Linked DNA regions of Bos taurus: region 1 is linked to region 2. A link is a contact called in public Hi-C data. All regions are on one chromosome and are shown on one strand. The core of a region is the stretch at or near the end of the contact, and the rest is flanking DNA. Distances in the headings are between cores, read along the strand shown.

Region 1 (6,495 bases), core at 3,440-5,939, 130 kb after region 2:
AATTCTAATAGCCAAGGTGTATTGAGAGATGCTTTCTTCCCAGCATGGCTGAGGGCTCCATCATCATTGTCTCCCTTTATCTGCGCGGTAATACTCTGAAAAGTGAAAGTGAAGTCACTCAGTCCTGTCCAACTCTTTGTGACCCCATGGACTGTAGCCTACCACACTCCTCCGTCCATGGGATTTTCCAGGCAAGAGTACTGGAGTGGGTTGCCATTTCCTTCTCCAGAGGATCTTCCCGACCCAGGGATCGAACCGGGGTCTCCCGCGTTGTAAGCAGACACTTTACCGTCTGGGCCACCAGGGAAGTCCTAACACTCTGAAGGGGGTATTGTCAGGGTCCTCCTTTTGCAGCCGAGGAGACTGAGCATCACTGAGCTCATGGGGTCTGCCCGACATCACAGCAGAGCTGGAGGTTGTCATCACAGCACCACCCTGCTGGGCTAGCTTGGGTCATGGAGATGCCCCAGAGAAGCAGGGAAGCAAGTGCAAGGTCAGTGAAAAAGGTCCAGCGGGTAGTCTGGGGTTTGTGTGTGTGTGTGGGGTGGTGCGGTAAGGCTAGATCCCCACGGCTTCCACCAAGAGGGGCTCCATTAGGGACCCCGGTGGCAGACTGAAAGTCAGAACTGGCAGCTTCAAGCCCAAGGGAGAAGCCTTGGAGGGGAAGGAAGACAGGAGACGGCGGGGGTCAGAGAGTGGGCCTGGACTCCCCAGGAGCTAGGGCAGCACCCCCAAAATGAGAAGGTGTCCCGGGGACTGCCCCTCTGGGAGAGATTAACAAGCACGTTCTGGAAGTCTCAGAAATGGTTGACCCAGGTCTTCGTTGAAATGTAAATGAGGTCAGGCTCTGAACTCCTGGTGGACTTTCCTGAGAGTCTCTCCCAACCTTGTAATTTTCCCGTTTGTAAGTTTTACGATGACCTTTCTGTAATGAAGACTCCTTCGTGCTTTTCCTAATTGGTGTTTGTTTTGGAGGCCGCGAGCCCAAGGGGAGGTTGAGAGCTGTGCTGTGCTCTGTGGGCCCCCGGGAGGACGGCTGGAGCTGGTGGAGGAGCAGGGAGGAGCTGGACAGGAGAAGTGAGAGGCCTCCATTCCAGGGGAGGAGACAGGGGGACAGGTGGGGCTGAGGGGCCGGCTGGGGACACAGGGGATGGGGTGGTGGGGTGGGGGCTGGTGCTCTTCGGCCACTTCTAGGACTCACCTCTCAGACCCAGGACGCATCTGTATCATGGCGGATTTCACGTCGGTATCAGGCAGGAGCCAGAGCATGCACTTACCTCTTTATTACAAGTGCAGTTGACAGTAAATTAGGAGGGAAAGACACAAGCTTTGCAAATCTCCTTTGAAAGGATTTGGGGATCAGAGACACGGGACAGCTGAAATCACCTGAGGCTTAGCGTCACAAAGCGGGAAGTTCTGTTCTGTTCGCAGAGGTGGGGACGGGGGGCACTGTTCCACAGGAACTGCTGGACCCTGGACGCTTCTGGCTGCTATGCAGATGAGGCCCAGGCAAAACCAACAATGAGGTTTAATTAGCATGAAGATCTTCCTTTGGATGCTTAGGAGGGAGAACATATAGTGAATGACAGCATTTTTCTTTTTTAGTCTTATGAGGTTGATCACCAATTTAATAACTAGATTCCAATAAGAAATGACAGGTCTGAGGACCCTTTTATTTTTTTCTTTTCAGAAATGCTTTCTAATATGTTGCTATTGTTAACTGGGACCTTTTCCTCAACAGTGTAGATCTCACCAACATTTTCAGTAACAGTACAGAATCTTGAAGCCCTCTGAGCCACTTCCAACCAACTTGAACTTGAAGGTCTATGGGAAGACCACAGCCACTGGGGCACTCTGGGGTTGAGAGTCGGATGGGCTGAAGACTGAGCTAGCAGGCAAGGACTGGTAGTTTTGTGTTTAGAACTTGAAAAATAAAACTGCTGTTCAGCTCATTTCCTGGCAGATTTGCCTTTTGGAAGTTGTTTCCTCGGTTTCTTTTCTTTCTCATGCCAGTGCCCTTTCCTGCCTTTATAGAATGATGTCGTTAATGAATGCTGTGCAAAGTTGAGACTCCTGAAGACGGTTCAAATGAAGGATCAATGACAGTGACAAATCTTCCATTAAGGATTTTTTTTTTTAAAAAAAGCTATATTTGTTGGAAACCCAGCAGAGTTTCCCATCTAGAAAATGCAATGATAGACACCGAGAACAAAGTTATGGGATGCACAGATTAGGGTGCCAACATGCATAACTTAAGTCACGAATAGAAGATTCTATGACATCCTACCAACAAGTTTCACAATTAAAGTAACTCATGGCACCTCTGAGACCGTGTGGACAGGTGGCTGGGGTGACAGGAAGTGACCCTCTGCCCAAGATGACAGAGAAAACAAGAGAAGGCACAGGCAGAAAGGCAAGACATTGAACTCGAGACTGAATGGGGCACGGGCCCCACCGGAGAGAGGGCTGAGAGCCCTGAACCCAGATCTGTGTCATCTGCAGGACAGCTCAGTGATGTGGTCGAGATTTTGCCTTGGGAAAGTCTGGTCTGAAAATAGGAGACTTAAGTTTTTTGCTGTGGTCTATAGCTTGACCCTCGCTTAGTGCATAATTGTTGCATACTAGTTACAATAAGCCAGTTTTATAAAACTAGATATCCAGAGGAAAATTCTTATCAAGCCCTTATAACGTCAGGGATCCAGTTATAGTTCAGACTGACTCACACCCCCTAGGAATCTATTGATAATAACTCTGGCCCTCCTGGTAATAAGAAAACATGATGATGCAAATGTAAATTTTGTTCGGCATTAGTATCACAAGGGGCATGAGATTCACTGTGAAGCCAGACTCACAATTATAACATTGTCTATCTGAAAGATTCTTTTTTCAGCCACCTTCATTCATGTGTCCTGGCCTTCACTCTGAAATGATGCGCTGGAAACCATTTGGCTACATTAGGCTACCCTGAAAACCTCTTAAGAGAAAGTGTTCGCTCCACTGGTAAACTGCTTCGAGGCTATACACACAGCCTGGGGCTGAGTGAAGGTGACTGATCCATGGGATTCTCCAGGCAAGAATACTGGAGCTGGTTGCCATGCCCTTCTCCAGGGGATCTTCCCGACCCAGGGATCGAATCCAAGCCTCCTGCATTGCAGGCAGCTTCTTTACTCTCTGAGCCGCCAGGGAAGTCCTACAGATCCCAGGGCAGTGGACATCCTGGTCTCAGAGATCTAGTCTGGCTGATGCTGAGGCTCCTGGAGGTTCACTTGCAGAGGTCAAGTGCACCTCCGGGAACCCAGTGCTGCCACGGTCTTCCAGTTGCTTCAAGTGTGATCGAATAGACTGGCTTGCAGTGGCCACCTGTGAGTGTTTGCCTCCTCCCACCCTACTTGGCGATTTTAAGTTCCTCAAAACATGAACTATTTTTTTTTTTGCCCTTGATGTCTGATTTAAATAACGAGGGTGGTATTCATTGCTTTGCTTAGCGATGTCTGCTGGGACATAAGGAAGCATGGTTTTGCTTAGCGGGAGGGTGGGGCAGACGCCCCTACTCCTTCACTCAGCTGTGCCTGCTGGTTCGAGCCACCCATGCTGGGCACCGGAGAAAGCCCCTGACCTGGCCCCGTGCATCCCAACAGTTGCCCAGACCTCACATTTTAAGCCCTGGGCCAGCCCTCAACTGTCAGTGGAATGGAGGTTGCTGCAGGTACCGTGGGAGCTCCTGCACTTTCCCGCCAAAAGGCAGGATCTTCCCAGGTCCCTCCTCTAACTCCAGCCTGGGGGGGACCCGGAGACAGGGTGGGAGGGGACAGCGCCTCTTCTCCCCCATCTGCCCTACTGCTGCAGGGCTGTTTCTACCAGGTCTGGGAGAGCATGGAGGCCCCGGGCCAGCTCTGGATCTCCCGGCTTGCAGCTGACAACCCAGGCAGCCGGGGATCAAGGCTCCTTTGCGTCAGGTTATTTGTCCTTTTGCTCCCTAGTGTCAGCAGTCCTGGGAACAGGAAACAGTTTTGTGCAATGGGAAGTGACAGGAAACTGGTGACCGACGACTTTTGAGCTTTGCAGATACAGTTTCAACGTGCACGGAGATACTGACACACATTCCGAGACACATGTGCATGGATAAATAAGAGCTAAATCTAGACCTTACTCTGCTCAGGTTTTAAGGTGGTGCTATTTATTGACAGCTTCCTGTGCTCTTGGGACTCTGCTAGGCCCTTCAGTCCTTCACAGAATCCTGACAACTTCCCTGGGTTCCACGGTCCGCTTTTACAGGGGAGAAGAGAGTCCGAGGCAGCTGACGTAGTCGCTGCTAAGTGCCAGGACGTCCTCGGCTCCTGGTCTAGACGCCTGTCCTCAGCTGCCTCCTCTAAGGGCTGGCAAACTTCAGGCTGAATGTTCTGGGGCGTGTTGCACTGCATAGGGGTGAAAGAATTCCTCCAAATCATCCGTGAGAAGAGCGTTCCCGTGGCTCGGCAGGTCACTCCATGGCCGGGCAAGGTATTGTGATTTCGTATGTTCACTGTGAAGAAGGAAGTACTTCTCAGGCCCCCACTGGCATCGTCTTGGGTCTAGAGATGAAAGGCCTCTATACCCCCACCAGGCCCGGAGCTCACAGCCCAGACAGGGAGATGGCCAGCTCCTCCCATTCTGCTTGGTGTCCGCTCTGAAGCTCCAGCTGAGTGGCCAGGCCGTGGTGATTAAGTGAAAGCATGCCTTCCTGGAATCAGGCCCTACACAGGCTGAAATGCAGAGACCTGGTCAGCTGCGGGGGAGGAGAAAGTCAAGTCCGGCCATCGGTCCTGGAGGTCAAGGAGCCTGGTGCAGGAAAGGCCCTGGGGCTTCCACTCACCAGCAGCCAGGCGGCTGGAGAGGAGGCTGGTCCCCAGGGTGGGTGGTGGATCACTGCTGGCCTGTCCACTGATGGGACAGCTTATGAGAGTGCCTCTGAACCCCGTGAACCCGAGTCTTTCTTCCCTTTCCTCATTTCACAATTTAACAGTTTCGTGTTCTCGATTCCCTCCTTATATTCTCTCTGCCTTCCTGACAGCATTACCTGGATGGGGAGATGACGGAAGCCCCGCCCACTGTGTGCCACCAAGCCGGCCGGCAACTTCCTGCTCCCACTTCATTCCAGACGCAGCTAGAAACTGGTTTTAGAACTTCGGGGACAAAACATGTTACTCAGTTCACTACGCTATGTTTTATTTCCACCTAGAAATGATGCCTCCTGCCAGTGGATATGAAGAAAATGTCACTGTAATTAATGCCAGTTAATCAAGTTGGTGGCCCTTGAAGATCTATAAAAGGGAGCTGAGACACAGTTTTACACGTGGATTTGAATAGAGTATTTAGGAAACAGTAAATGCTGTCATCATCAGCCTGACTTTGGACAGTTTAGCCAGGGTATGTGAATGGCCCTATAGGACTGGGGAGAAAGCCAGGCAGCCGTACTTCTTTGGTGGGAAATATAAAGAGTTCACCATAAAGAGGATGAGTCATCATTTTTAATCTCTGGAAACCTGTTTCTGCAAGCATTATTTGGTGAAAAGTAGAAAATAAGACTGAAGACTTTGGTATTTCATTGTAACCCAGTAAATATGATTTCTAGAAATCTTCTAATTTTGGATATGTGCTCAAAGAACTTATGCATATTTTAGACAAAAGAACTATCCATTTTAGGTGCAGTTAGTAGAAACTAGCAAACTCAAGCTTAATGGACATGAAGATGTGAAGCAAACAACCAAATAAGCTGACACAAATAGAGATGATATTGAAAATGTTTTTAACAACTGGTATGGCAGGTGTGCAGATGAGCTCAGAGCCTGCTGGCCAGGTGGGAGCAGGGTGCCAGGTGTCAGGATCGGGGATTCTTGGGGGTTCTGGGAGAAGGGCTCGGTCGTGTGGCTAAGAGCTCAGAGCAGTAACTACGCTCTAATGGGTACTGAATATCGATGTTGCCAATAATTGCTTTTTTTTTTTTAGTGTATTAAAATTTTTTGTGAATAATTGCTTTTAATTTTACATCTAAATAAAGTTAAAGTGCCTCTGATAAAATATCATTGCTATACAAGTCCTTCAATATTAAATCAGGAGGTACCACAGATTCAGGGGACCGTGGATGCTATGGGCCCATTGTCCCAAGCAGTCTGTTTCTTGCAGACTGAGACCATCTCACACTCTAGGAACCGTTGCATCACATTACAAAAGCTCTTCCCACAGTGGCAGACACTGTGGCCCCTCCCTGTACTTCTGTTTCCTCGGTCACCAAGGGCAAGGATTTTCAGATGCTACTGTTTACTTAGGTAATTATTCTGGGGTGTGAGGAGATTAACAGCTGCTTGCCTTCTCTGGAGCTCAAATATGTCTGTGTTTCTTTTTGTTTGTTTATTTTATTCAAACAAATAATTATTGAAAGGATATTACTTGTAAAGCATTTAAAAAGCAGAAAGAGCAACAGGCCTTGAAGTCTACCCTCTAGGAATTTTTATGTTC
Region 2 (6,273 bases), core at 2,983-5,482:
TCCCATTTCTCTAGATTCCCTGTACACGCCTTGACATACGAGATTTGGGTTTGTCCTTTGACTTACACTCTGCTCTGTATGACAGATGTCGGGCTTTTTAACTCTACTCCGGGAGCCAGGCATTTTGCCTCCCCTCGGAGCTGTATGAGGCCTTGCAGACACAACTTGCATGGGCACGGCGGTTGTGCCAAGGCCCCAAGGAGCCCAGGGAGAATTCTGCAACAGTCTGGCAGCCAACCAGACTCCAACGGGAGGGCTGCCCTCGCTCCCCAGGGGAGGCGCTTTGGCCTGCAAAGCTGCCCTTGAAGGCCTGCTGCCTCCACGGAAAGGGCCTATCCCCGTGACAGCCCAGGGTGCCCACCACACACCAGGAAAGAAGCCCACCCCAGAGGAAGCTCAAGCGAAAGCTCCATTATACTCAAAAATACGTCACCATGGCAAACCCTTCTCATCTGGATGACAAAACTCTTTGATCGTTTCTCCTAACCAGGCACACACACACACATACACACACACCCCTCTGGGAAACTTTCTCACATTGGGCACCCATTTTTTTCTGGCACTATCTGGAACTGAAGAGCCAGAGTTAAGGTTAAAAAATGACATTCTCACTGAAACCATTTATGAAAAGCCCATTACCTAGCAATTTTCGTATTTGAATGCAATTATGTTAATGTTATTAGTACATTATGAATGGTACTAATATGATCATTGTTTTGTGTGGTATTACAGGAAATTAATTTAAATGGATTTACATATTTCCAGATAAGGGGCACTGCTCACTTGGGTAAATAAAGAAGCTCTTATTTCTCAGAAGCAAAAACCAACACGAAGAGAAAGCTGGGTTGTGACTTCATTCATCACTCTAACAGACGTGATTGTGGAGTTTCTGTTAATGTCAACATTTTGCGATTTTCAGAAGTGTTTTTCTTGTGTAAAGGAGCGATCTGAATCAGTCTCCCAGCCCCCTGGGAGGTGTCCCTCCGCTCCTTTTCATAGCCGAGGGAGTTGACAATCAAGGGAACTAAGCAGCTCATCCCAGGTTATCCACAGTCTCGGATGGTGCAATGTTCAGACTCCAAATGCCTGGACCTCAACTCCTACACTCCCATCACAGGGGAATGCAGCTTGGTACTCAAATCAGAGATCTAATTACAGAAGCCTGGGCCTCTGAAAGTCCCCCTTCTCAGGATTTTGGTGAGAGGAAACGACTCTCAAAGATGCGTGCTTATGCCTGCCTTTTGACGAGGCAGGCTTCCATACAGAGCGTGCCCTCGGCCAGCATCCTGCCCCTGCAGAGGAGAGTCCCCCAGACTCACTGGGCAGCTGCTCCGTGCCAGCCCCATGCTCCTGGCACTTCATCACTGGGTCCAGCTGCGGACAGGAAACCGGCCACTGCTTGAGCCTTGGGCCCCCGTCGGTGTCAGCTGAGGTCATTTAAGGCCAAGAGAGGTCCCTGGGGGTGACTGGGGGGAAGCTGCCTGGGGCAGGCCTTGAGCTGGCCCTGGACACGAGCTCATCTGGCTGACAGGAGCATCTGAGGTCAGGGAAGCTGCGGGAATTTGCAAGGCGCATTCAAGGTGAACTGGACAATCGGCCGGCAGAGTAGGTTGGTAGGAACTGCCAGTGACCGAAGTGATGGTGGTGCTGGGAGGCGGGCAGTTGACTCCCGGCTCCTGAAAGCATGCAATTGACAAGGGGAGAAGCTACATTTGCGAAAATGAATCTGGCGTCTATGTGAAGAAAGAGTTGGAGCAGCAAGAGCAGGGGGTTAGGAAACCAGTCTCTTTTGCAAGAAATCTAGGCCAGGGGTGACACGACCCTGAGCGTCTCGGAGCGGCGGCCACAGCACCCAGCCCCGGGACAGCAACTCTGCTGAGGAAGAGAGCCAAAGCTACGAGTGTGCCGCTTTATGGTGGCATCTGCTGTGATCAGGGCTTTCCAGTGGCTCGGCAGTAAAGAGCCCACCTGCCGATGCAGGAGATGCAGGTTCGATCACTGAGGCTAGAAGATCCCCCCCTCCCGCCCCCGAGGAGGAACTAGCAACCCCGTTCCAGTAGTCTTGCCTGAAAAATCCCATGGGCAAAGTAGCCTGGAGGGCTACAGTCCATGGGGTGGCAAAGAGTCGGTCAAGACTGAGTGACTGAGGACACGCACGCAGGCTAATTATCGGTGATTTCCTTTTAAACTGAAAGTTCCTAGAGGGCCAGCGCTCAGCCGTATTTGCCTGTGTCTTCAGCACAAACAGCAGGCTCCCAGTAAATGCTTGCTGAATGAATGAATGAGTGAATCGGTGAGTGAATGAACTCATGCAGACACCGAGTGAATGGGTGGACTATATAATGAGGTCTGTAGGAGGTGATTTCCTGGCTAAAGACAGAGACACCAGGCATCCTGGGGCGCTTGTAAGGAAGCTGCGGGGGGTTGGTCCTGGCCCTGGGGAGGCTGTATCGGCTACTCACAGACCCAGCTGGTCCCCGTCCCTTTCCCTGGATAAGGGAAGCCCCAGGCTGATGGTTCCAGGTGTTGCCCGTGAGCCCTCTCAGGGATGCAAAGGCTTCCCTTCCACCAGGCGGTGGGGGCGGGCACGGACCACAGAAGCTTCTCTCCCCAGTGAAGCCAAGGAGGACAAGAGAGTCTCCAAGCACAGAGTGAAAGGAAAGTGATAACATCACTTCTACCTTATATGATCGTCGTGAGGATTCAGTGAGGTAGTAAATAGATACTTCAGGGTTGACCATGAAGTCTGAGCAGCACACAGTGCTGCGATACAGATATTATCGGTATCATTATTGTTATTAACCTAACCAGTTGCATGAAATTCTAAATATTTCCATTCTAGGTATAGACTAAATGAAGTTAATTCCTTAAATTTTTTAAGCAGTGAAAACTTCCCTGTATGCTCAGTCACCAGTTGTGTTCAACTCTGTGTGAACTTATGGGCTGTAGCCCGCTAGGCTCCTCTGTCTATGGGATTCTCCAGGCAAGGATACTGGAGTGGGTTGCCATGCCCTCCTCCAGGGGATCTTCCCGACCCAGAGATCAAACCTGAGTCTCCTGCATTGCAGGTGGATTCTTTACCACTGAGCCACTGGGGAAGCCCCATGAAAACTTTTCTACTTTCCCATAAAACAACAACTGATTTTCTAAGTAGCTAGTTGATAGGTTGGTGATTGAGGTTAATTCCATCAAGATTTTAGGTTAGTGATTAAAAAAAAAAAAAAAACCTACATTGTTATATTTAGCATTTACCATAATAGAAAGTTTCTTGTTTCTAAGTCAAAGATTAATATCATAATATTTTGACTACTCTACAGTTCACTTCTGCAAATAATAATTTGATCCATAAATTGAAATGGATTTGGTGTGTCTCTATTTAACATTAAAATCATCCTGTCATCACTTTCCAATTATCTTTTCATGAAAAAAAAAAAAAAAGTAATAGGCCCATTCCTATAAAGTCATTTGTATTTAATTGAATTAGCAGTTGTCTTTGATTAAAGCTAGCATAACTTCTTACATATCTCATACTGGTGACTTCTTTTTACCTAGGCTATCAAGATGGCTAGGAATATCCACTATAAGGCTTATGAATGGAAAACGGGAGTAAGTCCAAACTACTCTTTCAGAACAGTAAAAAAAAATACATATAAAATCAGAAACTAGATTTAGATTTCAAAGATTACAAGTAAAATTAATACTGGTAAATAGCTTATAAAGAGGAAAGGCAACACAGGTTAGGAATTTGTGAAACCTGAGGGGCGTGCGTAACATGGGCTCAGTTTAGTGTTTCGCCATCCTGTTCAGCTCGAGGCTGTTGAGCAACTTGTCTGCTGTGAATCTGCGTTTGCTGATCATGGTGGTGGACGCGCTGCCGGAACTCTAGGGCAGTGAGCCGGACGGTTGCCTGGGAGACGTCAGAGTGGCTGGGGGCGAGGTCAGAGGCGTGCCGGGCAGGCCGGGGCCTCTGCCGAACGACCATCTGAGCTGAGAGAGGCTTCTGCGCCCTCTGAACGCTCACGTGCTCCCGTGACCTTCCTTTTCCCTAATGCAGATTAATCATTTGCTCCGTGCAAGCAGTCTGCTGGGGGTTTGCCTTGCCCTGCCTCTCAGTTCTCAGAGCCGTGGCGTGGACTGACGGCTGCTCTGTTCCTGGGCTCGCCCAGGCCCCGTGACTTGCCCGGTCCAGCAGCCAGGCCGCGGCCGGGGTCCACGCTCCGGCTGCAGCCGCCCCCAGGAGCCACGCGGCTGGGGCAATCCCCCGTTCTCCAGGCCGGGACATTTTAACAGCACACCGCTCCTCCCTGCCCTCAGTTACAGTTCGCCCTGCACCCCAGGGCTAACCGGAACAGAAAGCGCCTGGCACAGGGAAGGCCGCGTGCCCAGGGTCAGATCAGAGAACCAGACATTCAGAAAGCCCAAGAGTACTGAAGTCCCAGGGGCACCCGTGGCTGGGCTGGAAGCTTGCAGAGGCAGTGGAGCCCTGCGGATGGGTCCCCGCGAGGGGAATCCTCCGTGAGCCACACTTTCAGAGGCTTTCACCCTCCTGGTGAGGCACGGTTGGCAGAAGTCTTCAGCCTGGAGATCACCATGCTTTATCCCTGTGACCACAGGGATAAAGTGGCCACCACATCCTCCCGCAAGCTGTTGGCTTCACTCTCCGTACCGCCCGGAATGGAGCATTTCTACTTCCTGAACGTCCTGCACACCCACTAGAGGGACCGTCTGGGCCTTCTGTAACTGAAGGGTTTATCTTGGCTCACTTATTTACCAAATAATCGTTGATGCCTACTGTATGCCAACCTATGAGAACAGAAGGTATTCTGCTTTGAAGTCCTGACTTCTGAAAGTATTTTTCAGGCCTTATATATCCAGTGGGGTCATCATATTTCACACCCGTTCTACAATAAGCTGTTTTCAATTAGTGCAAAGCTTAGATCATCGGCGTTTGAACAGTAGCTTGTTCCTTGAAGTATTTAATTCAGATTTTATAAAGGAAATATTACAGAGAACCTGCTTTAAAAGTTCTATTAAAATGTATATTTTTGCATATCAACTCTTCTTATATGTGCAGATCTAAACTATTATGGTTTAAAAATAGTTTATTCTTAGAAAGTACCGTGCAAATCCCATGTCACACTTAAACTATATACCCCATTTGTGAGTAAAGACTTGCTGAGCAAGCAAAGCTCAACGCAGTTCCTAATATATTACTACTGATTCCAAATTAGCGTAGTCTGTCTTTCTCTTCTCACTGCTGACTTTCTGGTACTTCACCAGGGTAAGCAGGTGTTGGAGAGGAAACTAACATTCATATACATTGTTTTGTTTTTTCTTTTAGTTACTCATTCCAGTGTCCTTCTTGTGGCGGTCATTTTGGCTTGTCTCAGATCAGATTTGGAGAAGGGAGTGGCCACCCACTCCAGTATTCCTGCCTGGAGAATCCCATGGACAGAGGAGCCTGGCAGTCTATGGTCCATAAGGTCGCAGAGAGTCGGACATGACTGAAACGACTAAGCACATGCCTGACTCTTTGTGACCCCATAGCTTGTAGCCCACCAGCCTCCTCTGTCCATGGGATTCTCCAAGCAAGAATACTGAAATGGGTTGCCATTCCTTTCTCCAGGGGATCTTCCCAACCCAGGTATCAAACCTGGGGCTCCTGCGTTGGCAGGCAGATTCTTTACCACTGAGCCACCTGGGAAGTACTTGTGTACATTACTGCTCCTCTTAAGTGTTTATAACTAACAGACAAGTTGGTATTTTTGATATGCTACTTTGGAAAGTATTCATTTAAATTAATTTTAAAAGATAAGAAATTTAGTTGATCTATAAGAAAATATAGCATGTTAATTGCAGATGAATAAAATTTAATGGAAAAGCAAAAGTAAATTGCATACTTTGAAAATATGGGAATATTATAGGTGATAATCTTTCATTCAAATATTTGCATTCAAAATTTCAATAATCAGAATCTTTTATCTAACCTGACAAAATTTATGACCTCATATCTTTGTACAGTAGAAATACCTGCTTCATTTATTTCATAAGAAAATATTAGTTCAATTTGCTGTTCATATTTCTTCTATCAGTGAGATCTGTGCTTTTGTTTTAAATTGTTTTACGGTTCTATCAGCTATAACATCAGATTTGCCAAACTTCATTCTAAAATTTTGCCTGCTTTTATGTAACACTCATTTGTGTTTTATTTTTATCCACACTTCCTTAAAAAGCAGGAAATTAGATTTAAATCACTGTTAAATTTCTTTTTCA

Evidence for each region. Hi-C and Micro-C count contacts between places; a contact is called where the count stands out from the background.
Region 1: a Hi-C map of liver shows a contact between it and region 2, with 2.9 times the contacts expected there. The contact joins two enhancer-like sites. A contact is called at or near these places in 2 of 11 Hi-C or Micro-C datasets (liver and skeletal muscle).

Annotation. Positions count from the first base shown.
Region 1 is chr9:98,805,837-98,812,331 of ARS-UCD2.0, forward strand. No RefSeq gene overlaps it. Among named protein-coding and RNA genes, the nearest start is that of QKI, 12 kb to the right of the region's middle. Within about 2 kb of position 4,690, at least 14 of the 102 cell types and tissues checked have an H3K27ac peak or open chromatin away from gene starts, as enhancers often do. A contact at or near this core is called in liver and skeletal muscle, where this site is marked.
Region 2 is chr9:98,676,054-98,682,326 of ARS-UCD2.0, forward strand. The region is part of intron 4 of PACRG (parkin coregulated); the gene reads left to right. Among named protein-coding and RNA genes, the nearest start is that of QKI, 140 kb to the right of the region's middle. Within about 2 kb of position 4,233, at least 58 of the 102 cell types and tissues checked have an H3K27ac peak or open chromatin away from gene starts, as enhancers often do. A contact at or near this core is called in liver and skeletal muscle, where this site is marked.